Linked DNA regions of Sus scrofa: regions 1, 2, 3, 4 and 6 are each linked to region 5. Evidence: chromatin contacts called from public Hi-C, HiChIP or PLAC-seq and promoter capture Hi-C data. All regions are on one chromosome and are shown on one strand. The core of a region is the stretch at or near the end of the contact, and the rest is flanking DNA. Distances in the headings are between cores, read along the strand shown.

Evidence for each region. Promoter capture Hi-C pulls out the DNA fragments that hold promoters and counts their contacts. Hi-C and Micro-C count contacts between places; a contact is called where the count stands out from the background. HiChIP or PLAC-seq counts read pairs in DNA pulled down with a chosen protein or histone mark.
Region 1: a contact with region 5 is called in a Hi-C map of skeletal muscle, with 4 times the contacts expected there. The contact joins the promoter of COX6A1 here to the promoter of C14H12orf43 in region 5. A contact is called at or near these places in 2 of 5 promoter capture datasets (fetal liver and liver) and 2 of 47 Hi-C or Micro-C datasets (heart right ventricle and skeletal muscle).
Region 2: a contact with region 5 is called in a Hi-C map of liver, with 7 times the contacts expected there. The contact joins the promoter of FAM222A here to the promoter of C14H12orf43 in region 5. A contact is called at or near these places in 5 of 47 Hi-C or Micro-C datasets (heart right ventricle, liver and skeletal muscle).
Region 3: a promoter capture Hi-C map of liver shows a contact between it and region 5, with 5 times the contacts expected there. The contact joins the promoter of RNF10 here to the promoter of C14H12orf43 in region 5. A contact is called at or near these places in 1 of 5 promoter capture datasets (liver) and 1 of 47 Hi-C or Micro-C datasets (heart right ventricle).
Region 4: an H3K27ac HiChIP or PLAC-seq map of alveolar macrophages shows a contact between it and region 5. The contact joins the promoter of ACADS here to the promoter of C14H12orf43 in region 5. A contact is called at or near these places in 1 of 5 promoter capture datasets (liver) and 1 of 2 datasets of contacts at active chromatin or transcription factors (alveolar macrophages).
Region 6: a promoter capture Hi-C map of liver shows a contact between it and region 5, with 3 times the contacts expected there. The contact joins the promoter of MLEC here to the promoter of C14H12orf43 in region 5. A contact is called at or near these places in 2 of 5 promoter capture datasets (fetal liver and liver) and 1 of 47 Hi-C or Micro-C datasets (heart right ventricle).

The regions. Positions count from the first base shown.
Region 1 is chr14:40,407,196-40,409,917 of Sscrofa11.1, forward strand. It overlaps COX6A1 (cytochrome c oxidase subunit VIa polypeptide 1), which reads left to right and starts at 1,405. Exons shown (of 3, transcript NM_001190221.1): 1 at 1,405-1,542; 2 at 1,690-1,832. The coding sequence starts at 1,440.
Region 2 is chr14:41,232,514-41,235,213 of Sscrofa11.1, forward strand. FAM222A (protein FAM222A) reads right to left here and starts at 1,346. Exons shown (of 4, transcript XM_021072447.1): 1 at 1,228-1,346; 2 at 694-820.
Region 3 is chr14:40,479,766-40,482,505 of Sscrofa11.1, forward strand. It overlaps RNF10 (RING finger protein 10), which reads left to right and starts at 1,474. Exons shown (of 17, transcript XM_013982944.2): 1 at 1,474-2,098. The coding sequence starts at 1,942. COQ5 (2-methoxy-6-polyprenyl-1,4-benzoquinol methylase, mitochondrial) reads right to left here and starts at 821. Exons shown (of 7, transcript XM_003483435.4): 1 at 1-821.
Region 4 is chr14:40,641,662-40,644,361 of Sscrofa11.1, forward strand. It overlaps ACADS (acyl-CoA dehydrogenase, C-2 to C-3 short chain), which reads left to right and starts at 1,254. Exons shown (of 10, transcript NM_213898.1): 1 at 1,254-1,303; 2 at 2,628-2,700. The coding sequence starts at 1,258.
Region 5 is chr14:40,897,723-40,900,422 of Sscrofa11.1, forward strand. C14H12orf43 reads right to left here and starts at 1,375. Exons shown (of 6, transcript XM_001929089.4): 1 at 1,157-1,375. The coding sequence starts at 1,283. OASL (2'-5'-oligoadenylate synthetase like) reads right to left here. Exons shown (of 5, transcript NM_001031790.1): 5 at 2,328-2,570. The coding sequence ends at 2,375.
Region 6 is chr14:40,600,584-40,603,283 of Sscrofa11.1, forward strand. MLEC (malectin) reads left to right here and starts at 1,399. Exons shown (of 5, transcript XM_001928694.6): 1 at 1,399-1,810. The coding sequence starts at 1,585.

The sequences.
Region 1 (2,722 bases), core at 155-2,654, 490 kb before region 5:
TGCTCAAGGTCATACAGGCTGTAAGGGAAAGAAACAAAACGTGAACCCAGTCTTCCAGTGCCAGAGTCCCTGTCTAATACTCTATATAGGGATTCTTAATCTGGGGCACAGGACTCTTAGAGGGGCCGTGGATGTACTTTCTAGTGCCTTCTTCTCCCAACACTGTGTGCTTAAACTCTGTGTTCTTAGAAGGAAAAGGATTCATAGCTTTCATCATAATCTTAAAAGAGCCTGTGGTCAAAAAGTTTACCTTCAGAGTTCCCGTTGTGGCACAGCAGAAACAAATCCAACTAGTAACCATGAGATGGAGGGTTCCACCCCTGGCCTCACTCAGTTGGTTAAGGATCGGGCGTCAATGTGAGCTGCGGTGCAGGTCGCAGCCGAGACTCAGATCCTGCATTGCTGTGGCTGTGGTGTAGGCTGGCAGTTGTAGCTCTGATTTGACCCCTAGCCTGGGAACCTCCATATACTGCGGTTTCGGCCCTAAAAAGCAAGCAAACAAACAAAGAAAAAGATGATCTTCACTTTATCTTATGTATCTATTTAAAATCTTTATTTGTAAAACTGCTTTTAAATGAGTAGAAGGAAGAAAAAAGAGTGGGAAAGAATTGTAGAGATCAGCTATAACAGATGACAATTTTTTCTTCCCGTTGCTATTTGTTCATTCACACACTCATTCATTCATTCAACAAACTTGTGTTGAGCACATGCTACTGGCTAGACAGGATTCCTGAGTCTGCGAATGCTGCAACGGCAAAATCTTTGTCCTCCCTAATAGAATATAAAATCTGTGATGCCGACAAAATAAAGATATGACAATTATTTTGTCCAAGTGCCCCGAAAAAAACAGGGCAGAGTCAGAGAGGATGGGGAGGAGGGGAAATGGAATTGGTTTTTTTTGGCTGCTCCGTGGCATTTGGAGTTCCCAGGCCAGAGATCAGATCCGAGCGGCAGCTGTGACCTAAGCCGCAGCTGTGGCAACGCCGGATCCTTAACCCACAATGCTCTGCCAGGGATCGAACCTGTCTCCCAGCGCTCCCAAGACGCCGCTGATCCCATTGTTCCACAGAGGGAATTCTGGAAATGGCATTTTAGATAGGGTGATTTGTGCTAGGAATCTCCAGTTACTGTGCACGGATTTCATTGAAGGGAGCGATCTAGGATGCCAGAGTGTGCCCAGCAAAGCTTTCTTTTGCTCTTGACCTCACCCGTGTGCTGATGGTGGGGAGAAACCAGATACTCTCAGGAGTACAGACTACATGCTCCCTCGAACCCCGCGGCTGGCTGCTTTCGGACAAGGACTCTGGGCTCGGAGGACAGTGCGCAGGCTCTTTGGGACTAGGCACCGCCCAATAGGAACTTCCTTTTGAGGTTGTGGTCCCGCCCCCCAGCCCTTCTTTCTGCTTCCGCTTCCGGCGCCGAAGTGATCTAGGTCGAAAATGGCGGCAGCTGCTGGGTCCAGGGTGTCTGGGCTGCTACGTCGTTCCCAGCTGCAGCTGAGGCGGCCTATGTCGAGTAGTGCCCATGGCGAGGAGGGCTCAGGTACTGGTACTGGGGTCGCGGAGCGGGCCTCAGCCCCACTCGAGCGAAGAGCGGCGGGTCTATGACCTTGGCTTGAGGCCTTGAGGGAGGGAGGTGAGACTCAGGGCGGGTCCCCTCCAGGCCTGAGTGGTCGTGCCCCCTTTGCAGCTCGCATGTGGAAGACCCTCACCTATTTCGTGGCACTCCCCGGGGTGGGAGTGAGCATGCTGAACGTCTTCCTGAAGTCGCACCACGCAGAGGAGGAGAGACCCGAGTTCGTCCCCTACCCCCATCTTCGCATCAGGTCCAAGGTACCCCTTGCAGTCTCTTCACCTCTTATTCCAAAGCCCTTAGGCCTAGTTCTTCATTCTCTAAAAGCGTGGGTGTTGGGCGTGTAGAGTTTCTCATTTAATCCTCTCAAACACATTGTCGTTTATTATTATTTTTTTCAAACAGAATTTTCTCCAGTTTTACAGAAGGATAACTTGAGACTGGGGGGGCGGGGGTTCACGGCTCAGTTTTCTTCAAGGTCATACGGTAGATGCCCTTCGGTTTTCCTTTTTCCGAGTCATCCCACCCTTTGCCTTCTGATACTGTTCTGAAACAACTGTCCGTTGTGCAAAACTTGGAGGTTTGGGAAACTCCCTTAGACTGGCAACGTCAGAAGGGGGTTCATTTCTTTTTTTTGTTTTGTTTTGTTTTGTTTGTCTTTTTGCCATCTCTTGAACCGCTCCTGCGGCATATGGAGGTTCCCGGGCTAGGGGTCTAATCGGAGGTGTAGCCGCCAGCCTACGCCAGAGCCACAGCAACGCAGGATCCGAGCCGCGTCTGCGACCTACACCACAGCTCACGGCAACGCCTGAACCTTGACCCACTGAGCAAGGGCAGGGATCGAACCCGCAACCTCATGGTTCCTAGTCGGATTCGTTAACCACTGCGCCACAACGGGAACTCCCCGGGTTCATTTCTCTAAGACCTGGGCATCTGACATTTACTAGCTGTATAAGGAAGAGACTGAGCTTCTGTTCCTCTCCTTTACGCTAGTTATCATCCCAACTGTTTCATCTTTTGGCTGTCAATGTAGGTGTAATAATGTATTTTACATTACTTGCTGTATTTTTAACAAGAGCACTGTCTTTGAGCACCACTCCCACTCTTGTACAATAGACTTAGAAGCCATACAGCAAGGTTTCTTAACCTC
Region 2 (2,700 bases), core at 96-2,595, 330 kb after region 5:
TCCACTACCCAAAGGCATCCAGCCTCATTCCAGGTTACCACCACTCTGCCCCCTCCGGCCTGGGGGAGGGGGTGTGCAGACAAGTCACGTCGCCAAGGCAACCCCAGTGACATCAGAGGTCTGGCAGTGACGTCACAGCCGTGGCCCCACTGGGGAACCCCTCTTTCCTGCGAGTTTTTGGTAGGAACGCCGGCGGTAAGGGGGACCCTGCTACTGCCTAGCCTCAGCACAATCCTCAATACAGCCACCTGCGTGGTCGGGACTCTGCAGTACCTCTCTAAGCTGATGTCCCTGGAAGATTTCAGAGGCTAGTTGGGAGAAGCCCAAGGTGTCCCATTCTGGGAGCCCCCCCAACCCCTCTAAGATGCTAGAGTTGCCAGGGAATTTTCAGATGACTGAGCTGCTACCTTTGTTGGCTTTAGAGGTGGGGTGACCTTTCCTCTCCAGCACACGCCCCACCCAGAACTCCACCGGAGTCCTCACGACGGGCCTCCAGGGTCAGCTCCGGCCGGGAGGCCGGACTAGGCAAGTTGTGTGTGGGGAGGTGGGGGCGGGGGGGAGGGTAAGACAAGGGGCATCGCTGCTTCAGGATCCCCAACAGCCCAGGGCCTCTTTTTTTCAATCCGGCTGCCCCGACGCCAGCCCAGCGGGTGCCCCCAGCTCTGCCCCGGAACCCTGCCCCGCGGAACTCACCGAATCAGCCAGGCCGTCGAAGGACACCAGGTCTCAGCGGCCACAACTCTCCTCTCGCCGGGTCGCAGCCATGCAGAGGTGGCAAAGGCTGCCTGAGGAATCCCCCCTTGGGGGCCGATGCCTCCCTCTAGGTGGGAAAGAACGCTGTCGGTGAGGTCGATCCAGGCGCCGGCTCGCGCCGTCCGAAGTCGAGGGTGGGGATTCTCTCGGCTCAGTGGGGGTCGCGCCCGCCCGCGACCCGGGCCGCGCGGGCGCTCAGGCAGCGCATCCTCCCCGGGGCCTGTGCTCACCGCGTCCGGCGGGCGGCGCTGTGCCTCCCCTCCGGGTCCAGCTTAGGGCTGCAGCTCCGCCCGGCGCCGCTCCCCCGGGCGCCCTCTCCGCCCGCACCAGGAGCCCGGCGGCCGCGGCCCCTCTCGCCGGCCCCAGCTGCAGCCTGTCTTTGTTGCTTCCTCTCGCTCGACCGCCTGCCGGTGGGTTGCAGCCCCCAGGTTCGCCTGGGGTGGGGGGGGTCGTCTCCTCTGAGGTTGAACGCACCTGCAGCGGCCCGGCTCCTCGCTGGGCATGCACCGGCCCCCGCAGGTTGCAAAGAACGGCGGCGAGAATGCACCAGCCCCTCCTCCTCCTGCTCGGAGCCCCGGGTGTTGGGGGAGGGGAAGCCGGAGAGCAGCGGCAAGCCGCTGTGGTGGCAGCGGGCGGTGGAGGCTCGGGTGCAGCCCCGGGGGCCTCGGCGCCGAGAAATAACCAGTCCAGGTGGCGCAGGGTGGATGTGGAGACGGCCCGGAGGATGGTGCACTGGGCGTGCGAGCTCCGGAGCTGCAGCAGGGACGGCTCGCGCTGGGCTCTCACGCGCCCCTGGCCCCGGGCGGCGCGCGGGGGCTCCCGGGGCCTCAGCCTCTCACCGCCTGACGCACGCCAGCGCCTCGTCTCGCTTCGTGCCCAGGTGCCGCGCGCCGCGCCCTACAGGCGGCGTACCCGGCTCTTCGCCTCCCCCGGGCGCCGCGCAGAGCCTCTTCGCGGAGTCACCAGCCCGGCTGTCCCGCCCGCTGCTCCGCTCCGGCCCGACTGACAGGCTCTAACGCCGGCAGCGGCAGCCGCGTCTCGCCCCCTGCCCGCCCCCTAAGGTCTGGCCCAATCAGCGGCGGCCAAGAGGCGGTTACCAGGGTGACGCGGAGCCGCGTCCTGCGGGGGGCGGGGCCGGGGGCCGCCACGCGCGCTTTTCGCGGCAAAATTCAAAGGCCGGCAGGGCGGCTCTCCAACCTCCTCCCCCAAGCCGGGGCGAGGCGGGGTCTGCGTCTCAAGGACTACAACTCCCGTCATGCAGCGCACCGGCGCCGATCGTAGGATCCCCGACTGGGGCCAGAGGGCATGCTGGTATTTGTAGTTCCTTTTTTCGGGAAACAGGAGTGAAAACCCAGTACCATTTTATTGAGCACATATTTGGTAGCACAAGCTAGGTGCACTGTCTGCATTGTTTCACTTCATTTTGGAAACGCTCAATGAGGAATTTGTTAAAAATAATAAAGATGATAAAAGACACTAGCACTAGTGTAACTGAGTACTTTTCTTAATCCTTATACACAATCCTGTGAGGTAGGTATTATCACCCCCATTTTACAGATGAGGAAACTGATGTAGCAGGTACTATCATTATACTCCCACCTTACAGAGGAAATTGAGGCTAAGAGAGGTGAAGCGACACTCCAGAGTGTTTTACTCCAATTCATATTGTTGGCAGTGGTGGATTTTTGCCATCACAGTTGAGATCTGTGGAGCCCTTACTATGTATTACCAGGCATAGTGCTGAGCTCTTTGTAAGATCTATCTCACAGAATCCTCACCACACACGTGGTAGATAGGAACCGGTATTCTTCTTCCTCCACCGACTGGGAAACTGAAGCACAGAACCACCTGGGCCCAAATTTTGATTCCATAAAATGACACTGCACCTTGCCTTTTACTTTCTAAGCAGCTTCACAGGTTCTCATTTGTTCTGCCTGATAGCCCGCA
Region 3 (2,740 bases), core at 224-2,723, 420 kb before region 5:
CCTAGTGACAGTGGCTGTGGGTAGGCTGGCAGCTACAGCTCCATTTCGACCCCTAGCCTGGGAACTTCCATATGCCACTGATACGGTCCTAAAAAGCAAAAAAAAAAAAAAAAAAGTGTTCTTTCTCTCTCTTTTTTTGCTGCCCTTCAGCTTATGGAGGTCCTGGGCGAGGGATCAGACACAGTTTTGTTTTGTTTTTTTAATAATGATTTTTATTTTTTCCATTATAGCTGGTTTACAGTGTTCTGTCAGTTTTCTACCGTTCAGCAAGGTGACCAAGTTACACATACCTATATACATTCTTTTTTCTCACATTATCTTGCTCCATCATAAGTGAGTAGATTTTTTTTTTTTTTTCCAGTGCTGCACATGCATATGGAAGTTCCCAGACTAGGGGTCCAATCTGAGCTGCAGCTGCCGGCCTACCCACTGTCACAGCAATGTGGGATCCCAGCTGGGTCTGTGACCTACACCACAGCTCACGGCCACCCCAGAATCTTAACCTACTGATCCAGGCCAGAGATCCAACCTGCATCCTCATGGATACTCGTCAGGTTCCTTTCACTGAGCCACAGCGGGAACTCCCACAGTCTTCCATTAATGTATTTTGGAATTCCTTGTTCTCAGCACAGTGTCTGGCATATAATATGTTTCTAACTGGCTAAGGTTAGCCTTATTTATTGTTATACTTATGAGAATATTTGTACATCTTTTTTACGGTGTGTTTCTTTGATCCTTTGACTTTCAAGCTACCACGGTTGTTTTCAAAGTACAGACGGGTATCTAAAATACATAAAATGATTTCTAAAATAAATATGTGATTTTCTAAGCTTCAAGTGTCCATATCTGTAAAATGGAGAACTGCTTATTTGGGGGGTTGACCCCTGGCCCCAGGAACTTCCGCATGCCCCAGGTGTGGCTAAAGAAAATTTTTTTGTTGTTAATGTGAGGATAAATAAACTGCACAGAGCAGTGTCTGCTAATGGTAAGCACTCAAGTATATCTATAATTATTACCAGTTATTACCAATAAAGTGAAATATTAACAATGATTTATATTAATAAAAGACAACAATGAAATTAAGTAATTGTATGAGGAAGTGCTGTGGAGTGATATTAAATGTAATGTATTGTCATTATTGTCACTATTATCATTATCAGGAGATTGAATAAGCCATAAATAAATTGATATTAAATCTAGAATAAGAACTATGAATTAACAATTATTCAATAAAGGAGTTCCACAGGTATTCAATGTTTGGATGAATTTTTAGTGTATATTATTGTTATGCATATTAGTGTACTAAGACTAAAACCTGGACTGCAAGTCCCATCATTCTTTAAGACCGCTCACATTTTGCTGAGAAAAAAGGAACAAACAACAAAAAAAGACACTGTACCCGGATGTAGGAAGAAAACTACATTTCCCAGTATGCCTCACTCCCACAGAGCCACTATATATACACTCCATCCGGGTTCTTCGAGATGCTGTTTGGCGACTCGTCGCCATTCCCGGAGCAGCTCGGCCTCGGCCCAGAGGCGAGTGTCGATCGCTGTGTCGGAGACACCTGTCCCCGGCACCAAGACAGCCAGCCCTCTCCCCTGCCTCGCGGCGGGAGAGCGTGTCCGGCCGGCCGGCGGGGCTCGCGCACCTTCCCTCGCCTCCCCTTCCCCTGCAGCCTCCGCCCCGCCAGGCCCGGCCCGGACCTCCGAGCCCCGGCCTCCTCCTCCTTCTCAGTCACCGCCGCCGCCGGGCTCAACAGCCCCGCCCGCCGCTTCTCCTTCCAGTTTGAGAAGCCAAGGAAGGAAACAGGGAAAAATGTCGCCATGAAGGCCGAGAACCGCTGCCGCCGCCGACCCCCGCCGGCCCTGAACGCCATGAGCCTGGGTCTCCGCCGCGCCCGCTTCGCTCCGACCGCCGCCGCCGCCAAGGCCCCTGTTGATGCCGCAGAGCTCCCCCAACGCCGCCGCCACCGCCTCCGACATGGACAAGAACAGCGGCTCCAGCAGCTCCTCCACCTCTTCGGGCAGCAGCAAAGGGCAACAGCCGCCCCGCTCCGCCTCGGCGGGGCCGGCCGGCGAGTCTAAACCCAAGAGCGGTAAGGGCGGGCTCCCACGGCGGTGGGCGGGGGGGCAACTGCCCCTAAATACTGGGGAGGATTCTCTCTCGAATGTCTCCTGGGTCACCCAGGGACAGGGCTCCGCTTTCTACTCTCGTTCTTGTTTTTTCCTTCTTTTCCGTGGCTTCCATTGCTTCTAGTTAACATTTAATGAGTACTGTGCTGCGTGGTTTACGTAAATCTTTGCATTAATGCTCGAAACCGCTCGGGGAAGTGGGTACTATTCTTAACCACATTTTGCGGACGAGGAAACTGAGGTTCATAAAAGGTAAGGTTACCCAGCTAGTAGGTGCTTAGCAGCAGGCCTGAAGACCTGGTTTGTCTGACGCATCTAAAACCTGGTTTGTCAGTGCACGCATCTAAAACCACTAAATTGATCTACCCTTCAATGTTATTAGCATTGGGTAGTGTTCAAGTTTAAACAGGGGAGGGTGGGGCCAAAGGATATGTCAACTCAAATCTCCTATTGAATTACCTGGTTCCGGATCTCCCCAGATGAAGAGGACTTGTCTTTGAATGGCTTCGTTTACTATGGAGTAACGGTTAAGAGCGCAGGCTTTGGACTCAGTCGTCTTAGGTTTGCCAGACCTTGAGTGAGTGTCTCTATTTCTTTACCTATAA
Region 4 (2,700 bases), core at 4-2,503, 260 kb before region 5:
TTCCTCCCAGCAACCCAACTCCCTTGCAACCTCTTGGCACAAGAATAGGCGGGGATTTGATAAGATTTCGGGTGCTACCTACCAGGAATAAATACAATAATGGGATGGAGAGTGTGTGGGAGGAAACACTGGCATCCCGAAGTCAGGGGAGGTCTCAGTGAGTGATGAAGGGAAGGAGCGCTCTAGCTGAGGGAAGGATGACTGCAAAAGGCCAGAGGCAGGAACCTGACAGAGGTGCTGGAGCTGCCCCATGAGTAGGCTCAATAGTACCTGCAGCTGTCCTGCTAAAACTGGGAGGCTACTACATACTGCAGGTAACCACCATTCTTAACCCACTAACAAACTTTATAGCCTACCTTTTTTTTTTTTTTTTTATTGTCTTTTTGCCATTTCTTGGGCCACTCCTGCGGCATATGGAGGTCCCAGGCTAGGGGTCTAATCGGAGCTGTAGCCGCCAGCCTATGCCAGAGCCACAGCAACACAGGATCTGAGCTGCGTCTGCAACCTATACCACAGCTCATGGCAATCCCAGATCCTTAACCCACTGAGCAAGACCAGGGATCGAACCTGCAACCTCATGGTTCCTAGTCGGATTCGTTAATCACTGTGCCACGATGGGAACTCCAGCCTACCATTTTTAATACTCTCCCTTTGAGGCATAATCATAACCAGCTCAACCTGCTTACACCAAACCGACTTGAAATCCCTAGTCGCTTTCTCATCAGTTAAGTCATATAGCACTTGTAATTGCAGCAATCCTAATCCAAACCCCATGAAGCTTTATAGGAGCAACAGCTCTAATAACTGGCCACGGCTTAACATCCTCTATGATATTCTGCCTCGCAAACACTAACTATGAACGCCTACATAGCCGAACCATAATGCTAGCCTGGGGCTTTACAGACATTTTTACTGCGTGAGGTTGGAGCAAGGATAGCAAGTGCGTGGTGGGCGCGGAGTCGGGGAAGTAGAGGGCATAGGCCCCAGAGGGCATCTCACTCAGCTAAACTGGATTTTAGGAGAGATCAGCCCACCCTCGAAGAGTTTAAAAATCCTGAGTGCACTCCGAAAGCGGGACAGTTAAATTTTAGCTCCTGGGAGGGAGGCGGGACTCGGGAGGACCCGCCCCCGATGCCTGAGGGGCGTGGCCTTTGGCTCGCGCCGGCCCCGCCCCCCGCGACCCGGAACCTTGCTCACTGTTGAGAGGTCTCCGGGTAGCAGTGCAGTATTGTCACCTGACTCCGGTCTCAGTCCTTCATGGCTGCCGCGCTGCTCGCCCGAGCCTGCGGCCCTGTCCGCGGAGGTGAGTGCAATCCGCCTCCACACAGTGGGGAGGGACCGCGACCCTGTCCGCCGTCGGGCTTGCGTCCCGGCGATCTGTTCTCCCCTGCGGCCTGCGGGTGATTCTCCTCTGGTTGCGCGCGGCCTTTGCCCCAGTTAGGCTGCTCCTCGCGCCTGCGTAACCTCACCCCTTCTCTGACCGCTATCCCAATTCCCACCGCTGCATCCACATCCCCTTTCCCTCGTTGACCCTCCGCGGAGCTTGAAGGTGCGCCCTTCTTTAGAAGCCAGGCCTGGAATTGAACCCAGACTCTGAATATGTGACCTTTGGCAGACGCTCAGCCCCTGTCAGCCTCAGCTGCCCCATGTCTAAAATGGCCAGTGTATTACTGTTATTCTCATAGGGCTGTTATAAGGATTAAATCCCAGAGTAGGTAAAACACTAGTACAGTGCTGGCATATTACAGGTGCTCAGTAAGTATTAGCGCTCGTTGATGATTTCATGCAGTACCTTTCCCATATTTTCATTTCTCTCCAGCAGTGGCAGCAGTGACACTTGTGGCCAGGGCTTCCTTAGCCTGGTCAAGACCCACTTACCCCAAATACAAACAATAAAGGGAACCCTCATTGAGAGCTGTCTCTGCCAGAGCCTGTGCTGAGTGCTATAGTTAGTGACTCTTTGCCCTCCCAGCCCAGGAGCTGAATGCTGTTTTCTTCTGCATTTTAGAAAAACCCAGGCTCAGTGAGGTTAAGATCCTTGCCTCAGGTCACAGAGCTGTGCTCTTATTATTGGTGTTGTATTGACAACTGAGTCGGATGGTTGTACAAAGTGTTTAGTAAGCAGAGTAAACATTCAGTTCATTTCTCAACAGCAGTGCTATTGATATTTGGAGCCCATAATTCTTTGTTGTAGTATCTGTCCTGTACAGTGTTAAGCAGTGTTTCTGGCCTCTAGACACTCCATACCAATAGCATTCTACTCTGCTATTGGGGGAGAATATCGTCTGTGTTGGAGAACCACCCAGTTAGTGGATCCTTATTATTATTTGTGTTTTTAGAGCCACACTTGTGGCACATGGAAGTTCCCAGGCTAGGAGTCAAATTGGAGCTGCAGCTGCTGGCCACAGCCACAGCCACAGCAACGGGGGATCTGAGCCTTCTCTGCGACCTACACCTCAGCTCATGGCAACACCGGAACCTTAACCCACTGAGTGAGGCCAGGGATCGAACCCGGATTCTCATGGACACTAGTCAGAGGATCCACAGTGGGAACTCTTGTTATTATTATTATTACACAAGACCTCTTGGGTCCCCCTTCCACTGACTCCTGTTCTTCTCACTGGCAGCTCTCTGGCCTCGGGACTGTCGTCGCTTGCATACCATCTTCCAGTCTGTGGAACTGCCTGAGACATACCAGAT
Region 5 (2,700 bases), core at 125-2,624:
GGAAGGTAAGAAGGGACAGGTAGGCAGGAAAAGGATTACCAAAGGGCCTGTAAGTCCTTTAAAAAAAAAAAAAAAAAAAAAAAAAAAAAAAAAAAAACAGGGATTCTTAACCTTGCTTTGCCATGGTCTGCTCTGGCAGTCTGGTAAAGCCTGGATCCCTTCTCAGAGCAATAGTTTAGATGCAAAAAAATATAACACATAGGATTACAAAGAAGACCAGTGATATGAACTTCACTTATTGTTAATAGAAAAACACCAAGTTTGTGTTATTGTTAATATATATACTTCTTCATTAATGCATTAAATAAGATCTACTAATGGGTATACAAATTACCATAATTTTATTTTATTTTATTGGCCAGGCCTGCAGCATGTGGAAATTCCCAGGCCAAGAACTGAACCTGTGTCACAGAAGCGACCCAAGCCGCTGCAACAATTCCAGATCCTTGTGCCCACTGCGCCAATAAGAGAACTAAGAAATTACAGAGATGCGTGTAAATGATTTTTTTCAACATTTTATTGTGAATAAAATATTTTGATATATCTGCAAAGGCTGAAACGAGATATGAAAACCTGTAGCTTTTGTAAGTAACAGGTATTGCCAAAACTACTGTGGCTTGTTGTTCACATGCATGATGAAAACAGATGCTAAATTTCAGAGATTAATAAGAGTATAAATGAAATATTTTTCCCTTTCAGATTCACTGACCCTCTGAATTCTGACCATAATTTGGGTACCCTTATGTTAAAAGGCGTTGGATTTATTCCCAGGGCACTAGGAAGTCAGGATCAGAGATACATGTTGGGTACAGTTCGCTGGCAGCCCCAGGGTATGAGAATGTGTTGGTAGCGGGAAAAGACTGAATGTGAGAAGGGGATTGTTGCAGTCATCTGGGAGAGGGAGAGGGCTGCCCAGTGCGTCACAGTTAGGACGGACCCCAAGGAAGCAGAGTCAAGAGACATCCTGGTGCCTTGGTTTCCCTGAATGGGATAATGGAACGATTCTCCCTGCTGTACTTGTCCGCGCTTTAAATCTGAACCCCTGACCCCAGAGACTTCTCAGGGAAAGAAGTCGAGTCCCTCCTCACCATCCATTCTCTCAGGCCGCAGAAGATCCTATGCCCTTCGGCCAGATTCCCCGAATATAGTCCCCTACCGGCTTTTGGCTTCTCCAGGCCTCTCGGGCGCTGCTCCAAACCCCAGGCCGGCATTGCCGCCTCTCGGCACCGCTCCAGCTCCTCTGCATCGCTGCTACTGCTGCTACTACTCTCCAAGTAGCTCATGGAACCACTGGGCGCCGCCACCTTGTGTCACCGCAAAGGATTGTGGGGAGCGCCTCCTGGAGCGATCCTTCTCCATGACCCCACAAAGAGCGAAGGGGAGCGCAGGGCATTGTGGGTATTGTAGTTCTCAAACTTACGTCGCCGTTGGCCTTGTACTATCCTAAGGTTTTCCTCAAACGTGAGAGCTGGAAGTGCCTGAGAAATCAACTAATGCATCCTTTTCTTTTGTCTTTTTGCTATTTCTTGGGCCGCTCCGGCGGCATATGGAGGTTCCCAGGCTAGGGGTCTAATCGGAGCTGTGGCCGCCAGCCTACACCAGAGCCACAGCAACGCAGGATCCGAGCCCCATCTGCAACCTACACCACAGCTCACGGCAACGCCTGGATCATTAACCCACTGAGCAAGGGCAGGGACCAAACCCGCAACCTCATGGTTCCTAGTCGGATTCGTTAACCACTGCGCCACGATGGGAACTCCCGCATCCTTTTCTTGATGAGGAAAATGAGACCTAACTTTTAATAGGTTGATTGGAGTAAATCTGATTACATAACGTCCTTTGATAATAATGATACTATTACTTTCCTTAAGTTCTTGGACCATTAGATACTCTTTGTGCATATGTTTTGGGAGTTGAGGGGATTTTTAACACTGCGTCATCCTTGCTCTCCCAGACTTAGCCTATCTTCTCAGTTTCCCCACAGTCCTCACTTTTCAGCGTTGAGAAGCGCAAATGAAATGATTTTTTTTGGGGGGGGGGGTCTTTTTAGGGCTAAAACTGCAGCATATGGAGGTTCCCAGGCTAAGAGTGGAATCCACAGCAACGAGGGCTCTGAGCCGAGTCTTCAACCTACACTACAGCTCATGGCAATTACAGGATCCTTATACCCACTGAGCGAGGCGAGGGATTGAATCTGTGGCCTCATGGATACCAGTCAGATTCGTTTCCTCTGAGCCATGACAGATACTCCAAGAGGCTCAAATGATTAAGCAATAATCTCTAGGACAGCATTGGCGCCCGTGGAAAGAAACAAAGACCACCCAAAAGAGAATGAACAAAGATTATTTATTCCTGAATTGTTATTGCCAGGGAATCAGTCACAGCCTTTGGCTGAGACTCTGAAGCAAGCAGTGTAGTGGGAAGGCTTTATATACCACGGGGGGACTGGGCTCTTGTTGTTATGGCAACAGCACTGTTTCAGGCACTGTCTGGCCCTCTGACTGACTATGTCCCATCTGTAGCCATAGGCCACATTGTAGGTGGGGTCAGCCGGATCCAGGATGATAGGCCTGCAACACAGAGAGAGGGTGCTCAGGTTCTTTCTTGTTTGGAGGCCTACAAGCCAGAAAAAAATATTCCCGGCAATCTTCTGAGCATCTGGAATGTCCAGAGCCCGGGAGGCCTCCAAACATTGCCGGA
Region 6 (2,700 bases), core at 149-2,648, 300 kb before region 5:
TCTGTCCTCATGTATACTAGTCAGATTTATTTCCTCTGAGCCAGGATGGAACTCTTTTTTTCTTTTTAGGGCAGTACCTGTGGCACATGGAAGTTCGCTGCCATATGTGCCCCAAAGCATGCTTGATCCTTAACCCAAGGAGCAAGACCAGGGATCCAACTGCATCCTCGTGGATACTACTGTTAGGTTCTTAACCCGCTGAGCCACACCGGAAACTCCCGGGGCTGTGATTCTCATTTTGGACCCTGGGTGTGATTTCGTTCGTCGTTGCACAAAACAAATTGCCTGGCAGGTAGTAGGCAGGGTTGTCAGATAAAAAGCAAAAAAACTCTGTTAAGTTTGAATTTAGGCAAACAATAAATTATTTTTAGCTTAAGTATGTTCCACTTATTTGAAATTCAAATTTAACTGGGCTTCCTGTGTTTTATCTGCTAAATCTAGCAGAAGGGTCTCGATAAATATTTGTGGAACAAACGGGATTTTGCTTTGGCTCCGCCCTAAACTTGCGATGTGATCCCTTGGGCAATACTCGGCTCCTGAGACACAGTTCATCCGAGAGGTGGGAGTTCTGGCAGCGACCACGGCAAAGGGATCGCGAAGGGAGGAGAGCGCTGGATAAACTGCCAGAGCAGGGTGGGACCAGTGATCAAGCCTTTGCTGAACCTCCAGCTAGAGAAGCGCCCTCCGGTCCCTTTGCCTGGGCCGGGAAAGCCCCAGCCCCGCCCCTTCACAGCTGTCGCCATGGAAACCCGGGTAGCCTGGAGCCCCGCCCCCAAAAGCCACGCGTTTCCGCTGCGTTGGAGGCTTCTGATTGGACGGCTATCTGGACGCTACCACCAGCCCCGAATCCTCTTAGGGGTGGGGGCGGGATCTCGTCCTCGTGGGACCCTTTCCCTGAAAAACCTGTGCTTGTGGCCTTTCTGGGGGAGGACGGGTTTTATGCCTCACTCAGCGAAAAAGACTAAGTCTCAGGTCGGAAGATGTCCACTGCTCTTCCTAGAGCTTATGTTTATGCCCAGAGAAAGAGGGGGCGGGAAAGTCAGTAACGCCCCCTCAGGAACCTATTCAGTCCCCCAAATCTGGAGCACCGGAAGTGCTGGCGACGTGTCAGTGCGCCCTACCCTAAACCTTCCCCCCAGTCCACCTTTCTTATTCAGCTGCGGAATTCCGGGGCCGCCTGGGCGCTGCACCCTACCACTTCCGCACTGAACCGCCGCTTCAACCGAACTCCCAACCTCTGCGCGCGCTCCCTCTCGTGCCTGATGGTTGGGCTGGCGCCTGGGAGTAGCCACGCCCCTTCTCGCGTGTGGCAGCCAATGGGAGGATGCCTCCCGGCGGGGTGGTGGATAATTAATGAGGGCTGGGCGCTGATTGGATGCAGGGTCGTGGCCGGGGGCTGGGCGCTGGGGTAGGTTGTTCCCAAGGTGGGAGGCGGCACCGTGGCTGAGAAAGAGGCCTGAGAGCGACATGTCCCCAGCAGCTGAGGCACAGCGGCCCGTGGCGCTGTTTTTCTGAGTCCGGGGCGGCCTGGCGGCCGGCTGAGAACTAGGCTCGGCGGAGGCTGCCCCCGCTGTGGTGGCCGCCATGCTGGGCGCCCGGGCGGTTGAGGGAGCCGCTGTGGCGTTCCTGCGACTGCTGCTCCTCCTGCTGCTGCCGGCGCTCCGGGAGCCGGGGTTCGGCGTGGTTGGCTTGGCGGGGGCCGGGCTGCCCGAGAGCGTGATTTGGGCCGTTAACGCGGGCGGGGAGGCGCATGTGGACGTGCACGGGATCCACTTCCGCAAGGACCCTCTGGAAGGCCGGGTGGGCCGAGGTGAGAGCCCCTCGGTAGAGTCTCTGGATCCTGGGCCTGCGTTGCCGGGCGCAGCACGCCGAGGGCTGCGGGCCCCAAGCCCAAGCCACGTCTCTGGAGTGAAGTTTCTCTCTACTGTTTCCTCGGTGACCCGATAAGAGCCCAGAGCTTGGTGCTGATTTGAAGCTACCAAGAGCCTTAGAGTCAGAGTTGGCGAGAAGTTATATTTGGACCTCGCACTCTGCATTTTCGTAACCTCTCACCTCCACGGGAGCTGGGAAAGTAAAGACGAGGGCGGCCTATTGCCACCTCGAGGCCTCACAGGTTTTTCGGTTATCGGTGTCTCTCTCCTGGTGGTTTTGCTCTCCTTTCAAGTCAGTTTCTGGTAGATTCCTGCCGACCCAGAAATCGGCCACTTTTCTTATCTCTTGTGCAGGAGCTGGGCTTGATTCTTAGCCAGAAAAAAAAGGAATTTTGAAGAGGATAGGCCAGGAAAGTTTTGATTGTAGCCTCCTCCCCCACCCCCCTTTGGAGCGAGGAGGGTGTGTGTGCTTAAAAGTAGAAGCTGCAGGCCCTCCCTAGAGGGTGGTTATATTGAAACCTTACTGCGCAGGAGGCTGGTGGTGTTTCAACTGGGTCAGTCAGTGTAAGATCCGAATATTCTATCCGCCAGTGCAGAGAACCTACCCTCAGTGGTCTTGAGAGGTGTGATTCCATCTTATGGGGAAAATGATTTGATTTAATTGATAGAACAGCAGTCATTTTTACAGAGCCGAACAGTTCTCAAAGTCAGTGTAAGAACTGCCAGGAGAGCGGGTGAAAAATGAAAATTTTAGACCTGTAGATTAAACCCAGGTTTCTGCACCAGGGCCTTATGATGTAGGTCATGCCAGACGACTCTGGGAATATCT